4 separate regions of the Mus musculus genome follow, and regions 2, 3 and 4 are each linked to region 1. Evidence: chromatin contacts called from public Hi-C and Micro-C data. All regions are on one chromosome and are shown on one strand. Each heading gives the region's core, a stretch centred on a gene start, on an enhancer-like site or on the middle of the called end of the contact. The rest is flanking DNA. Distances are from core to core; before and after follow the strand shown.

Region 1 (3,569 bases), core at 381-2,880:
GTCATGACAGAGAAGTGTGTAAAGTCTTGACCGTCTTCTCAGACGTATCCCTAAGAACTTGAAAGCTCTGCGTACATCCTTTAAAGCTCAACAGTGGTGACGCTGATGCTCTGTCTGTTAGCTTCCTTCCCCAGGTGTCAAAATGCCATACAAAATAGAAAGTCCAGTTGTCTGGCGATTATGGCTTATCTTATTATCACATATTATTTTCCACCGAAGAAGTGACTTCTCCTGTTTTTTATATCTCCCCAAGTGTTTTATACCTATTTCTGGATATACATGTATGTAGAGTTATGAAAGAAACTTAGTAAGAAGCTCCTTATATGGAAATTCACTTCCCAGGCATCTCTTCCATATGGATCCTAATCTGTGGGAAAAGCACTGAACTAGAAAAAAAAAGAAAAAAAAAACTGCAGCCAGTTACTTGCTGTGCTGAACTTTTTTAGATGTGGCCTATATGGTAGGTCAAAGCTGCAGATTCTTCATTATTCTTTTTCTTGCTGAAGATGAAAAGTACTGAGGCCAATAACCTGGTGAATAATTCATTTTCCCAAAGAATAATTTGTAAGCCTTGAAATTCCTTTTGGTCAACAAAAGAGCAAATGTTAAGAGATAATAATACTTTCCTCATGCATATAACATTTTATGATGCTTTTCTAACCATTCGCCATACAATGGAGATAATGGCCATACCTAGTATTTATTGATTTTACAATGTGCTAGTGTTTTGTGCTAAGTTCTTCAACTCAGAGATCACAGCCTTTAATTTTTAATGCCTGGACTAGGCATTGCCATTTTTATCTATCCTTTTCAGTGGAAGAAACTAAGATTTTTAAAATGTTAACTAACTTTTGTGGAAACATACAGAATAGAAATTTGTGTCATAGTCACTATGTAAGATTGTCTCTCATAGGGACATTTCTTTAAATTTCTCTGGAAGTCAGTAGGTAATGACAATCATTAAATTCCCAACTAGTTTTTTTTTTCTTTAACAAAAAAGAAAAAGAAAAAGAAGATGAAGGATGGTTCCAGTTTTCAAAGGAAAGACATTGAGCTGCAGAATTGCAACAGGGTACCTAAGTCACATATCATATGATCAAAATTAATTTATGGCATGGAGCCTCGGTGTCTTCCCACATCCCTATGGTAATTCTGACAGAGCCAAAGGGATTCCTCTAAGTCTTGCCTTATATTGTGAAGAACAAATGTGGGGTGGGATATAGCAATAAATAGAGATCAGCGATGACATTTTCAGCCAAGAAGATTGGCTTATCAAATCCCCATCAGCCCTTACTAGATCATATCAAGATTTTGCAATATGAACATAATGTTCTCTACTGTCCAGGACCTAATCCTTTTTCATTGGGGAGCACATTTGCAAACAATGACTCCTAACTCATGAGGAACAGCATCCAACTCTTACTCCACCAGGACCTTTAGTCCACGTTGGAGGCAGCAGCCCCGAGGTTAAAGGGCTTTCCTGAGTCTAACATTGAAGCTCTATCTTGAAAGAAGATTTCCCAAAATGAACCCCCAAAGAAACCAAAAACAGCATGAACGTACATCCTGTTACTCAACACGCCCTGGTTTCCTAATGCAAAGTCAGGAAGAGAAGGTGCCAACATTCCTGAATGTTAGAATCATCACAGAGCAAACTCGTACTGTTCCCACACTCGAACACTAACAAGCTAGACTTCTTGCTCTCCTCTTTACTTATGGAATCTCTGCAAAACCATATGGGCCATGTTAGGCATCAGGCACTAACTCTCCCTATCATTCTCTCTAAGGGATTTGCAGACTCATTCCAGGCAAGTGGCTTTAAAAGCTAGGTTGTCCTATTTGGAAATATAGTCATGGGCCCTGACAAGGAAAAGCACTTTTGAACTTCGACATGTTTTTATAACCACTTCCCTAATTAAATCTCATAGTCTCTTAGAGAAGAAGTGGTCTTCATCACTTCTGTGTCACAAAGCACAGAAGATTAAACTCCAGCCCTCATACCTTGGACTATTTGATGAAAACAAAATGAGGTATTTTGTAGGTAGTGTGATGTGCAGAAATGTCAAATGTGGTTGTTTCTTGGTCTAGGGATTGCCATTTTAATTTCTCTATCTGAAAATGGAAACGATAAGGAAACTTGCCTTGTGTGTTACTGTTTGGAGTCAGTAACATCTGTATGCATTAAGTTTCTGCTTTGCATGTTAACCCACACATACACACACATTCAGACACACATACACACACACACATACTCTCTCTCTCTCTCTCTCTCTCTCTCTCTCTCACACACACACACACACACACACGCACTCAGACACACATACACACTCTCACGCATTCTCACTTTCACACACATATACACATTTGAAACACTTAGCAGTTTTTTTCTATACTGGCTATTCCTTCCCTCATTCACTGGTGTTTCTGATGGTCATTGGATGGAAAAATCAAGGAGTTTTCTATTGTAAAGGACACAGCAATGAACAATATGGCGGGGGCAGGTTCTGCTTATAAAATGTGCTTTGTTTCTATAAATTAACACAAATTACAGTTATTTTCCATTATTAATTTCAAGTCAATGCCACCATTTATTTAGTTAAACATTCTCTTGGTTCTTCCCCTGGCTGGTCCACCCCATTCCTTTCGCAGGTGGGGCAGTTCTGCTAGTAACTGCTGCAGAATGTGATTTCTTGAATGGGGGGGGGGGGGCTTAACCAAAGGAGTGGAACAAGTTTTCTGGAATTTGACACCTACTGGCTATCTGTATGTGTGTCGATGAGAAATCTGAGTGGGGTTTCTGCTATGTGCAAGCACCATCCTGGGTACTGCGCTGAGCAAGAAAAGAAAAGTGCATGGGCTTAGGCAATGTACTAACTGGGAGTAGGGCTGCGCAGGGTAGGGCTGTGAAGCATACACAGCATTTTTCCGAGGCGAGATGGGTGAGTGCTGCATTCCAGGGTTAGCCACTAGTATGAGCAAGCATAGACAGTGCGTTCTGGAGCTTCCTGCCTGGACCATAAAACCCACCCTCTATTCCTTCCTATTGTATACACATATACATCATATATATATATATATGAATATGACATATATCTGCTCATGGGCATGTGTGACATGAAATATACACTTTCAATTTACTAAAGAAGAGATTTATTAAATAAATTTTAATTTGGGGGGGCAGAATCAAAATCTGTCCCTTGTTATATACTAGTAAAAGAAATTTTCTGAGATTCCTATGAGAAGATGAAAATGATATTTTCTTTTTTCACAGAAAAAAAAAGTAACCTATTCACAAACATGCCTATAGTTTTATAAGTGGCAAAATTAGAATTCAATGTTGGTATTTGAAAATGCAGGATTTTAAGAAAGACGAAGTAAGGCAAGCAGAAGTGAAAGAAGGGGTTTTCAGCACCCTAAAGCATACAAAGCACCCCCATTTTAAGGCCCTAGAGTTTACCATCTGGGTCTACAGACAGAAGGTGAAAAGAAGCCTATCAATGGAAGACACGGGATAAAAGAAGAAGTGGTGTCACAGTGGCGAAGTCTTAGCTCCTCAAGCCTCATCAAAT
Region 2 (3,569 bases), core at 389-2,888, 440 kb before region 1:
CCGAATAGATGAATCTGTAGTCTTCAAACACCAAATAAATGTCACAGTGTACCAGACATGGCTCCTAGCAATGCAGCTGTGTTTAGTGCCTGATTGGAATCAGATGGAGAGAGATAGAGATAGACACAGAGAGAGAGTCAAAGAGATGGGGAAGGCAAGGATCAGAACCAAAAGTGTACCCGTTCTGGTGACTTATCACCCTGGTGATATGTTTCTTCTGGTTAGACCCCATCTCCTCAAGAAACAGCTAACTTGCTTGTGATGATAACTTACACAGCATCTTCTAAGTGAAGAATTAAACTAACAAGTTAAGAGGTCTGGAGAAGCCCATCAACATGTTTAGTTGAAGAAAGGGGGAGGGACCTTCCCAGAAGAGTGAGAAATCATAATGAGGGAAGAATGGAAGAGACAGACTCAGTCGTTTATGAGGAGGGCTGGTCAGTCCTGCCAAGTTCGGCTGAAGGGACAAGAAGCAGGAAGTCATGGAGCCTTCGTGTCACATACTAAGGGGTCAGGACACAGATCCAGCCACCTGCTCCTCCTGAAATCTGTTTTAAAAAACAGCAAGATGCACAAAAGGACAGCAGACAGTGTAGTTGGGAAATCACAGAATCTCCTTGTAGCTTGTTTATAATAACTTGGACATGCTACATTTTCTCAAGATAAAGGAGCAATGTCTTGTCCATTACCCTGCCTGATTGGAAGCTGAGAGGATATGGACACTTATTCCAGAGAAAAGCAAGCCTCAGGAGGCTCTGGCTCACTAATGACTGTTTCTCCATGATTTCTCCTGTCCCCTTTGACCACTGCCGTGGCTACTGTCGCATCACTTCAATTCCCAGGACAGTACCATTTGCCAGCAGATTCTGCTGTCGAAGCAAAAGCTTCCTGGCTGGTTATATAAAACACAATGTGGGAAAGAGTTAATTGGCAAACAGAGTGACTATATTTGCAACCCAAGAAGGCCTGCTGTGACTTGCTATCTGCAGAGCTAAGCAGCTTGCTGTACAAGTGATATTCGAAGCTTACTGCTGTTAATGCCAACGGGGCCACTTAACACCTCCCTGTAAATGGTCTCAAGATTAATATCTTGCCATTTAGGTTATGTTCTTTTTTTTTTTTCTTTCCCTCCTTAGGATGAGAAATTTTCTTCATCTTTTGCCTAAGAGAAGGTCAGACATGGCAAATCCCTGGGGTGAGAGGCCCACTGGAAAGTTACTGTATAACTACACTCCGTGCAGTATGAATCACAGAACTGGAAAATTACTCAGCAATGAGGAAAAGACATGGCCCGTGGAATCCAAGACCTGCATTCATATCTGTAGACATGAGTTTAACTTAAATTAGTAGTTCTCAGCCTTTCTAATGTAGCAACCCATTAATACAGTTCCTCGGGTGGTGGTGACCCCCAACCATAAAGTTATTTTGTTGCTATTTTAAAACTGTAATTTTCCTATTGCTACGAATTGTAATGTAATGTAAATGTATGTGATGGTCTTAGGTCACCCCCGTGTAAGGATCCTTTGCCTGCAAAGGTGTCATGACACAGAGGTTGCGAACTGCTGACATAACGTGTCAGCATTAACTTTCTTTTATTTAGTGAGAGAGGGAACACAGTAACTCGTTATCACTTTTGTTGGTGGACAGCTCATTCTAACCAGGCCTCCTCCCTTTCCCACTTACTGAAGAGTCACAGCTTCAGCTGTGCATTCTTCATGATTGTTCCACCCCTTCCTTCAATAATGTTCTTTCCTTAGGACTTTCTGACATCCTGCATGCCTAAGGGTTCCTTCTGTTTTCTTCTTCCTCGAATTTCCGTAATAGCTACTTCTCAACTGATCGAAGAAGCAGGAGGTAGGCTGTCTTCTTGATTTTTCTTACACACTCCCTCTAGTTAGTAGCCATTATCATCTCATTAGGCACCATGCATGTGCTGACAACTCTCAAATGCATTTCTGGAGCCTACACGTGTCCTTGAGATATGGTTTGTTTCACTCACCTGCCCAGCTGGCATTTGCACTGGGGTGCTCTTTAATCAACATGTATCTTATATCAACATACTTCTGAGTCATGAACACCTCCTTAAGAATCTAGTTTCCCATGTTTACCACTCCTAAATCAAGTGTACCACAACGATCCTCATGACTTCAGCTAGAAGTCCCAGGTTCATAATCTTTTCCTCTCTTTCTTGCTCTCTATATATATGTTCTCATATGGACTCTAATTCACAAAAACCTATTCAGTTCATTGATTTCTGAATGTTTTTATGCTCATTTCCTGGGTACTGCATTTTTCATTGCCATTCTAGAGCCACTTGCCATCCTTCTCCATCCAGTGCTATTGCTTGGCAGGCTTGGCATCATCAGTTCCCTAGTTGCTGTGCTTCGGCTGTGAAAACAGAGAGAAGGAAAGCCTGGGGTTAAGGGATGTGTTCCATGCTTTCCTTGATTTGAGGCTTACTATACACTGAAGGAATCATCAATAGTAAGCCTACTTTATCCATACAGGAAGCCATTCTCTTGCTCCAGGTCTCCAAGATTCTAAACAGTATTCTTGTGGCTTCTGTGTACCCTGACTTGAATGAAGTCTGTATTGAATGTCCCCAAACTATTTTTACTTGAAAATTCTCTTAGGCTTTCTATTGCTGTGAAGAAACTCCTTGACCAGGGCAACTCTTTTTCTTCTTTCTTTTATTAATCACTTGATTTGTTTACATTTCAAATGATATCCCCCTTCCCAGTACCCTGCCAACCCACTCCATCCCATTCTCCCTCCCCTTTGCCCTTATGAGGGTGCTCGAACACCCACTCTCCCACACACGCCTCACCACTCTAGTGTCCAACTATGCTGGGGAATCAATAGGCAGAACCCCCAGTTGATGTATCGAGCTCACCCATCTCAAAAAATTTACCCCAGAATTGTTTCTGTCTAAAGGAAAGGCAGGGACAAAGAGTAGAGCAGAGACTGAAGGAAGGAAAGGCTACCCAGAGACCACCCAACCTAAGGATCCATCTCATCTGCAGACACCAAACCCCAACACTATTGCTGATGCCAAGAAGCTCTTGCTGACAGGAGCCTGGTATGATTGTACCCTGCACCTGATCATGGCAACTCTTATAAGGAACCATTTTATTAAAGATAGCTCCCAGTTAAGAGATTTAGCTCATTATCAGTATGTCAGGAAGCATGGTGACTGTACTGGCTAGTTTTGTGTCAACTTGACACAGCTGGAGTATCACAGAGAAAGGAGCTTCAGTTGAGGAAATGCCTCCATGAGATTCAACACTAAGGCATTTTCTCAATTAGTGATCAAGGGGGAAAGGCCCCTTGTGGGTGGGACCATCTCTGGGCTGGTAGTCTTGGTTCTATAAGAGAGCAGGCTGGGCAAGCCAGTAAAGAACATCTGTCCATGGCCTCTGCATCAGCTCCTGCTTCCTGACCTGCTTGAGTTCCAGTCCTGACTTCCTTGGTGATGAACAGCAGTATGGAAGTGTAAGCCGAATAAACCCTTTCCTCCCCAACTTGCTTCTTGGTCATGATGTTTGTGCAGGAATAGAAACCCTAACTAA
Region 3 (3,569 bases), core at 273-2,772, 370 kb before region 1:
TCCCCACATTCCAGGAAGTTAACTGAATAAATGCTAAATTGGTAGTCTGCACAAGTGTTTCCTTTCTTATGCCCACAGCCTGAAGAGTCTGTGCTGCCAAAATTCTTTTCATACAATGCATCTCTCTGAGTGGCACATGGGTAACTGTTAAACATGACTGTAATGTGAGAATGTGCATTAAATTAGTGTAAAAACTCTATGCTTCACAATTTCCAGATGCCAGAATCTAGTAATGTTGTCATTTTTCTTTTTCTCTGTTCAGATGTTCACACAAATGGGAGGCAAATGACTACAGGAAGCCACCTTCTAAAAATGCATTCCTTTGCTTCTACCAGTTTCTTCCTGAAGATTGAAATCTTCTGTGAGAGCCCATCAGAGTGCCTTTTAGACTGTCGGAGCATAGTGACAATGCCTCCCCCCTGCATTGCCTAAAATTCTGGCTCTTATATGACTTTGAAAGTAAAGACAGCCTGGTGGTAGCTAGAACACCCAAATTAACTCTATTAAACCCCGAACTGTTCAAGTTTCAAGTAATCAGTTCCAGTTGGTACACATTCAGTTCCAGCCATGGGCATCTGAAGAGCAAACTGACTCGGTAGCAATTGTTGCTGGGGAAGTTTAGGTCCCAATCAACATAAAATGTGCCTAAGCACTAAAGTTGAATGTTGATCAGACTTTCCTTTGTCTACTTGATATCAAATAAGATACCTAAGGGCTGTTTTATTATCAGAACAGAGGAGTAATTCAGACAATTTAAATAAGAGATTAAGTATCCTTTGTATTTACACACAAGGACATTACCAAGCCATGATAGCAAAGCTATAAATTATTTCACTTTTAAAATCATTGTTGCTTTAGTTAATCTTTTTATTAAAGTGATAACAATTGCTTCTGTCACATTTATTTAGAAGTAACTATGCTCTTTCTTTGAAATTTGCTCATGTGTCTGGGATGGGGAACACAAGAGCCATGATTCATATTGTGCTTGACCCATGCATAAAATTATATGGCAACCTATGGAGGTGTGCAGAGAGGCAGCCTTGCCCAAGTTGGCGTGTGAGCATAAAATGAACAGAGATGAGAATAAACACATAATGCATGTGTATGTAGACATGCTTTACATTCAGTTCTTATGAGAGCCAATGAATTGTAGCATGGATAGTGAAACTGAGGCTCCAAGAGTTTAAACCATGTGCTGTATGAAGCAGGATATAGTCTTTCTGCAACCAGTCACACACATGTTCCAATTTTTACCTTATAAAGTACATTTCTCCCATTAACAGTGTGGGAAATGGCAGTCCAAGTGGAGGTATAGAGACCCAGTTTCTTCTATTGTCCTTATGGTACCAATGTCTTCTGTTGCCTCAGAGATCTGAAATAGGTCTTTGTCTAAGGAAGACACTGATAGAAAAAAATAGGAGCCTGAAAAGTCATTTGAAGAATGTTGGGCATGGCCAGACTAGAAATTACTCATATCACTTCTTGCCCACATTCCACTGACCACATTCAGTCACTTATATGGACTCATCCCATGGTGAAATGGATCTGGCAAAGAGGCGCAGTAGACTTGTGAGGAAGAGGAAATGAGTCTATTGAACACAGGTCATTGTCTCCTTCCCTTGACAGCAGAGGTACTAAGAAGAACAAGGTCCATCCTCTGTAGATCCAAATTCTGTGCTTTCTTTGCCTGTTCTAAATAGAGTTGCAGAATCACACTCAAAATGACCCAGACTGACAGATGCACATAGGCATGCTTGAAGTTAAAAAAGGACATGGGAATGCAATTTCAACAATCTTGAAAGATCTCGGCTACACTTTATTCAGCTGAAATTTCACGATCTCATTCATGTTTATCTCAGACATGACCTAAGAGTGCCTGGAGATATTTGGTCTGCCTGTGTTTATAACACAATGAACAATCTTGTAAATGCTCTTTCCCTGCCCAATTTCCCCCCTGTCTACAGTCTGCTTTTTGAGATTTTAACTATTTCCTTTGTGTCAACTACAAACACTGTGAAGCTGACTTCCTTGTGTGTGTATAGTTTCATCATTTCCTACATCCTCTTTTCTGAGATGTAGGGCTGATAGCTCAGCAGCTACTGTGCATTGTCTCAGTGCCCATATGTTCTTATCATCAATGTAAATAGCACTGCAGCTTATGTTTATTCTCACTAAACATGTACATCCTTACATTTTAATGTTTTATTTTATGATACACACAAATACACACACACATATACACATATATACAAACACATATAAATACACACACATATATGTATGTGTGTATATATATATACATATACATACATATATATATATACACACACACGTGTGTGTGTGTTGGACAGCATGGTATACTAGTATATGTACATTGTACATAGTACGTGGTAAACTGATTAATATATATCACTGCATCACCTCATATATACTGAGAATATTGAAAACTTACTTTATTCACAATTTTTAATACTTAATGTTATTAACTCAAACTGCATTGTTATATAACAGATTCCCTGAATGTATTTATGACATACAAACCTACTTTTACAAACTTTGTAAAACCTTACTACTCCTCCCTTACCCTCTGGCCACTCACATTCTTTTCTCCAGTTCACATCTAACTATTGTGATATGAGGAAATTGCACTATGGTTCCCAACTCCAAAGACATATCCCAAGGCACCATAGCTTCTTCATCATGATGGACAGTATTTCATGAAATCTTTTGCCTGTACATTGTTTCCATCAGCTATCTCATGAGAATGATTAAAAAAAGAAGATAATATGGAAAAGTAGCAGAGAAATGACTTTCATAAACTTGGCTAGAGACATGCTAGGTGGGCCTTTGGAACTGATTTGTAGGAGAGATATTCAAAAGGCTGGCACTGAGGTCTAGAGAAGACTTAGACTGTTGTAAGTTGAATTCAAGTGACAAAGAACCTGACCATGGCCTGAAATTTTGAATGAAGCTGATACATATATATACATATACATATGTATATGTATGTTATATATATATAAACATGTGTGTGTGTGTGTGTGTGTGTGTGTGTGTGTGTGTGTGTGTGTCTGTGTATGTATCACTCACATGATGGAGAAAATTTCAAGATTGAAAAGACTGAATAATATACAGGATGTGCTATGAATACCATTTAACATGGCTTTATGTATATTTGTTACAGGGATGGGAGAGAGAGAGAGAGAGAGAGAGAGAGAGAGAGAGAGAGAGAGAGAGAGAGAGAGAGGGAGAGAGAGAGAGAGAGAGAGAGAGAGAGAGAGAGAGAGAGAGAGAGAGAGAGAGAGAGAGAGATTGTACATTTTAAAGGAAAGGCACACAGGTGTATTTGAATTAGATGGCAGGGCTGACAAAGCAGCCGTACCTATTGAAGACCTTAGTGCCCTCACAAAGTACCCAGTTTGACCAGGGCAGTAGGAAAGATAGCTTGAAGCAAATTCTCCACCCTGTGAAGCTATAGTGTCTAAAATGTAAATACATTTGAATACTTTTCATTTAAAAATACAACCACAGAATATCAAAGAATATAGAGTGCCTAGGTCACTTTACTA
Region 4 (3,569 bases), core at 531-3,030, 310 kb after region 1:
TACTGTTCTTCCCTCCCTCTGTTCCTTTCACTGGGACAACCCTTCTGCTTGTGTCAGCACACTGTGACTGACTCTCCTATATATTCAGGGTGTAGAGACAGTGACCTTGGGTTCCCAAATGTCTGCTTCTCCCAACTTAGCACTCACCGAGATGCACTCGGATCATCTCGCTCACAAGACTGTGTGTTAGTCATCTGTTGATACTTGCTTGGCAGACACTCAATAAATGATGAAAAACCTGAAGGGAACATTCAGATAGGTGGCACTTGAAGACAGAGAGATGAGTAAGGAACCAACCTTACCCTGGAGGAATATGGTAATTTTCAAAGGGAAAAGTGGTAACAAAGACGTAGCTCAACATCTTACCTCAGTATGCTGATCTCTTTCATTGGCTTTCCAGAGTCACCATCCATGACAGTCTCTCAAATGTTCACACTATAATCCACTTCATAAGGAGTTCAAACTATGGAGCCCATCAGTGGAGTGGTAGCAGGGAAAAAATACTAAGATGCCTGGAATAAGTCCTCTTGTGATGCTAGCAAAGACTTTTGACTAAATGTTCCAAATGCATTCATCATTTAGAGTGAACATAGCATAAGTCCAATCTCCTGATCACTAAATATAGAACAGCCACTCCTAAGTACCCTTCTAGGCTCAGTTATGGCTGCATCCTTGGGAAATTGTTCCTGGCCCCTAAATGCATTACACCCCACTGTTTCTGTGTATTACATCTGAACCCACTATCATCTGGGACCCACATCTTACCCTTGTGAAATCACAGGACTCATTGTAACCACTAAGGGTCTATTTAATCAAATGGACATGAGTATAGGAGAGAAACTCAGGTCATGCCTGTCATGCCTTTGAGACTGAAGCATTTGAGAGCTCTCAACAATTCAGAAAGTAAATCTTTGGAAAATTCAGACATCCTGAGACCACACATAAAGCCATAATTTTTTTTAAATCTAATCACTAGACAGAAGCAGAGAAGAGGCAGCCATTTTTCCATTATGAAGCTCATACCTGTGTGAAATTCAATTCCCCACTGAAGGCTTAAAAAAGTTGAGTAACAAAGAAGCTAAAGGGATCTGCAACCCTATAGGTGGAACAACATTATGAACTAACCAGTACCCCGGAGCTCTTGACTCTAGCTGCATATGCATCAAAAGATGGCCTAGTCGGCCATCACTGGAAAGAGAGGCCCATTGGACACGCAAACTTTATATGCCCCAGTACAGGGGAACGCCAGGGCCATAAAAGGGGAGTGGGTGGGTAGGGGAGAGGGGGTGGGTGGCTATGGGGGACTTTTGGTATAGCATTGCAAATGTAAATGAGCGAAATACCTAATTAAAAAAAAAAAAAAAACAAAAAAAAGTTGAGTAATTCTTGACCAAACTATGGTTTTTTAGCTTCCTGAGCTTCTCCCCTAGAGAGATGGCTTATCATATGCAGATGCTTATCTTAATAGATAATAGTTATTGACTGGATCAATCATTCCCTCTACCTTCCAGCCTGGCTTTGGCCCACATCTCCCGCCTTCTCCTTGCAGGGCCCTGATTCATGCCTTATGAAACCTGACAGCAAGGGATCTTGACCTGGTTCCCAGGGAACGACTGGGCAGCCTCAGAGAACAAGACAGAGAGGCAGGGTGGAGGCTCACACAGCCTGGAGGCCAGTAGGGAGGGAGGTTTCCCTGGAAGACAGACGTAAGCACTGCTCTGGGCATACACACTGACTGTTTACCTGGCAGACGGGCACAGCATGTTGCAAGAGCTCCTTGCCGACAGATTATAGCCTGATTATTACTCAGCAGTGGCAGGCCTAGATGAGATGACCTACAATGGTGAGCCTTAACAAGAAAGCTTGTCTGCCACACCCAGGGTACACCTTTTAGCCCGGGAACTTGCCTGAAGCCAGTTCATATAGCAGCTGCCAATAGCAGCTGGAAGCTATATAGGGAAAGGTTGCTGGCCCAAGCAGCGGCAGAAGGTTCTAGGACTTGCTTCTGCTATGTTCCGTGGCAGCTCTCCTGAATTTTCCAGTGCATTCTGGGGGTATGTCCCTAAAGGAAGTTCAACAAACTGAAGATCATGGTGGAATTTTTACTGCAGCCTTCTAGCCCACTCTCTCCCTCCAGGGCTGTCTTGCTGAACCTGCTCTGACTTCTGACTTACTCCAGGGAGAACTCTCAACTGTGTGACTCCTTCACCTTTGAGAATCTTTACAAAGGCTCCTCATTTGCCTTAGGCCTTTCCCATTAGAAGGATGGGCACTACCTATTCAACCTTAGCCTCTACAAACTTGCCTCTATGCTTGAGCTGGTGCTCCGGAACAAATGGAGAGTAATGACCCGTGTCTCCTCCATTAACAGTGCACCTGTACCAAGGGGCACTTTCCACCTAGTCCAAACTCTTTTCAGATAGCTGCATAGTCCCCCTGGCACAATTTGGTGACATCTTGTCACTCCTCCATTAAGGTTTCAAAATAGAAGCTTATGGGTCCTCAAGATCCAGCAATACCTCTCCTGGGCATATATCCAGAAGAAGCCCCAACTGGTAAGAAGGACACATGCTCCACTATGTTCATAGCAGCCTTATTTATAATAGCCAGAAACTGGAAAGAACCCAGATGCCCCTCAACAGAGGAATGGATACAGAAAATGTGGTACATCTACACAATGGAGTACTACTCAGCTATTAAAAAGAATGAATTTATGAAATTCCTAGCCAAATGGATGGACCTGGAGAGCATCATCCTGAGTGAGGTAACACAATCACAAAGGAACTCACACAATATGTACTCACTGATAAGTGGATACTAGCCCAAAACCTAGGATACCCACGATATAAGATACAATTTCCTAAACACATGAAACTCAAGAAAAATGAAGACTGAAGTGTGGACACTATGCCCCTCCTTAGAAGTGGGAACAAAACACCCATGGAAGGAGTTACAGAAACAAAGTATGGAGCTGAGATTAAAGGATGGACCATGTAGAGACTGCCATATCCAGGGATCCACCCCATAATCAGCTTCCAAATGCTGACACCATTGCATACACTAGCAAGATTTTACTGAAAGGACCCAGATGTAGCTGTCTCTTGTGAGACTATGCCGGGGCCTAGCAAACACAGAAGTGGATGCTCACAGTCAGCTAATGGATGGATCACAGGGCTCCCAATGGAGGAGCTAGAGAAAGTACCCAAGGAGCTAAAGGGATCTTCAACCCTATATGTGGAACAACATTATGAACTAACCAGTACCCCTGAGCTCTTGACTCTAGCTGCATATGTATCAAAAGATGGCCTAGTCGGCCATCACTGGAAAGAGAGGCCCATTGGACACGCAGACTTTGTGTGCCCCGGTACAGGGGAACGCCAGGGCCAAAAGGGGGGAGTGGGTGGGTAGGGGAGTGGGGGTGGGTGGGTAAGGGGGACTTTTGGTATAGCATTGGAAATGTAAATGAGCTAAATACCTAATAAAAAAAAATGAAAAAAAAAAAAAAAAAAAAAAAAAAAAAAAAAAAAAAGAAGCTTATGGGTCCTCAAATATACCATGATGTTATCCCC

Evidence for each region. Hi-C and Micro-C count contacts between places; a contact is called where the count stands out from the background.
Region 2: a Hi-C map of pancreatic cancer cells shows a contact between it and region 1, with 2.8 times the contacts expected there. The contact joins two enhancer-like sites. A contact is called at or near these places in 8 of 484 Hi-C or Micro-C datasets (the 4T1 cell line, adipose-derived mesenchymal stem cells, brown adipocytes and 5 more) and 2 of 9 other capture datasets (embryonic stem cells and embryonic tail).
Region 3: a Micro-C map of muscle stem cells shows a contact between it and region 1, with 11 times the contacts expected there. The contact joins two enhancer-like sites. A contact is called at or near these places in 2 of 484 Hi-C or Micro-C datasets (muscle stem cells and tail fibroblasts).
Region 4: a contact with region 1 is called in a Hi-C map of epidermal suprabasal cells, with 3 times the contacts expected there. The contact joins two enhancer-like sites. A contact is called at or near these places in 1 of 15 datasets of contacts at CTCF or cohesin (the NIH/3T3 cell line) and 1 of 484 Hi-C or Micro-C datasets (epidermal suprabasal cells).

The regions. Positions count from the first base shown.
Region 1 is chr15:61,606,986-61,610,554 of GRCm38.p6, forward strand. No RefSeq gene overlaps it. Among named protein-coding and RNA genes, the nearest start is that of D030024E09Rik, 170 kb to the right of the region's middle. Within about 2 kb of position 1,631, at least 78 of the 459 cell types and tissues checked have an H3K27ac peak or open chromatin away from gene starts, as enhancers often do. A contact at or near this core is called in brown adipocytes, embryonic fibroblasts, epidermal suprabasal cells and 3 more, where this site is marked.
Region 2 is chr15:61,164,298-61,167,866 of GRCm38.p6, forward strand. It overlaps Gm38563 (a long non-coding RNA gene), which reads left to right. Exons shown (of 3, transcript XR_875374.2): 3 at 1,137-2,666. Among named protein-coding and RNA genes, the nearest start is that of Gm38563, 8.9 kb to the left of the region's middle. Within about 2 kb of position 1,639, at least 18 of the 459 cell types and tissues checked have an H3K27ac peak or open chromatin away from gene starts, as enhancers often do. A contact at or near this core is called in brown adipocytes, embryonic fibroblasts and pancreatic cancer cells, where this site is marked.
Region 3 is chr15:61,240,434-61,244,002 of GRCm38.p6, forward strand. No RefSeq gene overlaps it. Among named protein-coding and RNA genes, the nearest start is that of Gm29904, 46 kb to the right of the region's middle. Within about 2 kb of position 1,523, at least 51 of the 459 cell types and tissues checked have an H3K27ac peak or open chromatin away from gene starts, as enhancers often do. A contact at or near this core is called in muscle stem cells and tail fibroblasts, where this site is marked.
Region 4 is chr15:61,911,966-61,915,534 of GRCm38.p6, forward strand. No RefSeq gene overlaps it. Among named protein-coding and RNA genes, the nearest start is that of Myc, 72 kb to the right of the region's middle. Within about 2 kb of position 1,781, at least 27 of the 459 cell types and tissues checked have an H3K27ac peak or open chromatin away from gene starts, as enhancers often do. A contact at or near this core is called in epidermal suprabasal cells, where this site is marked.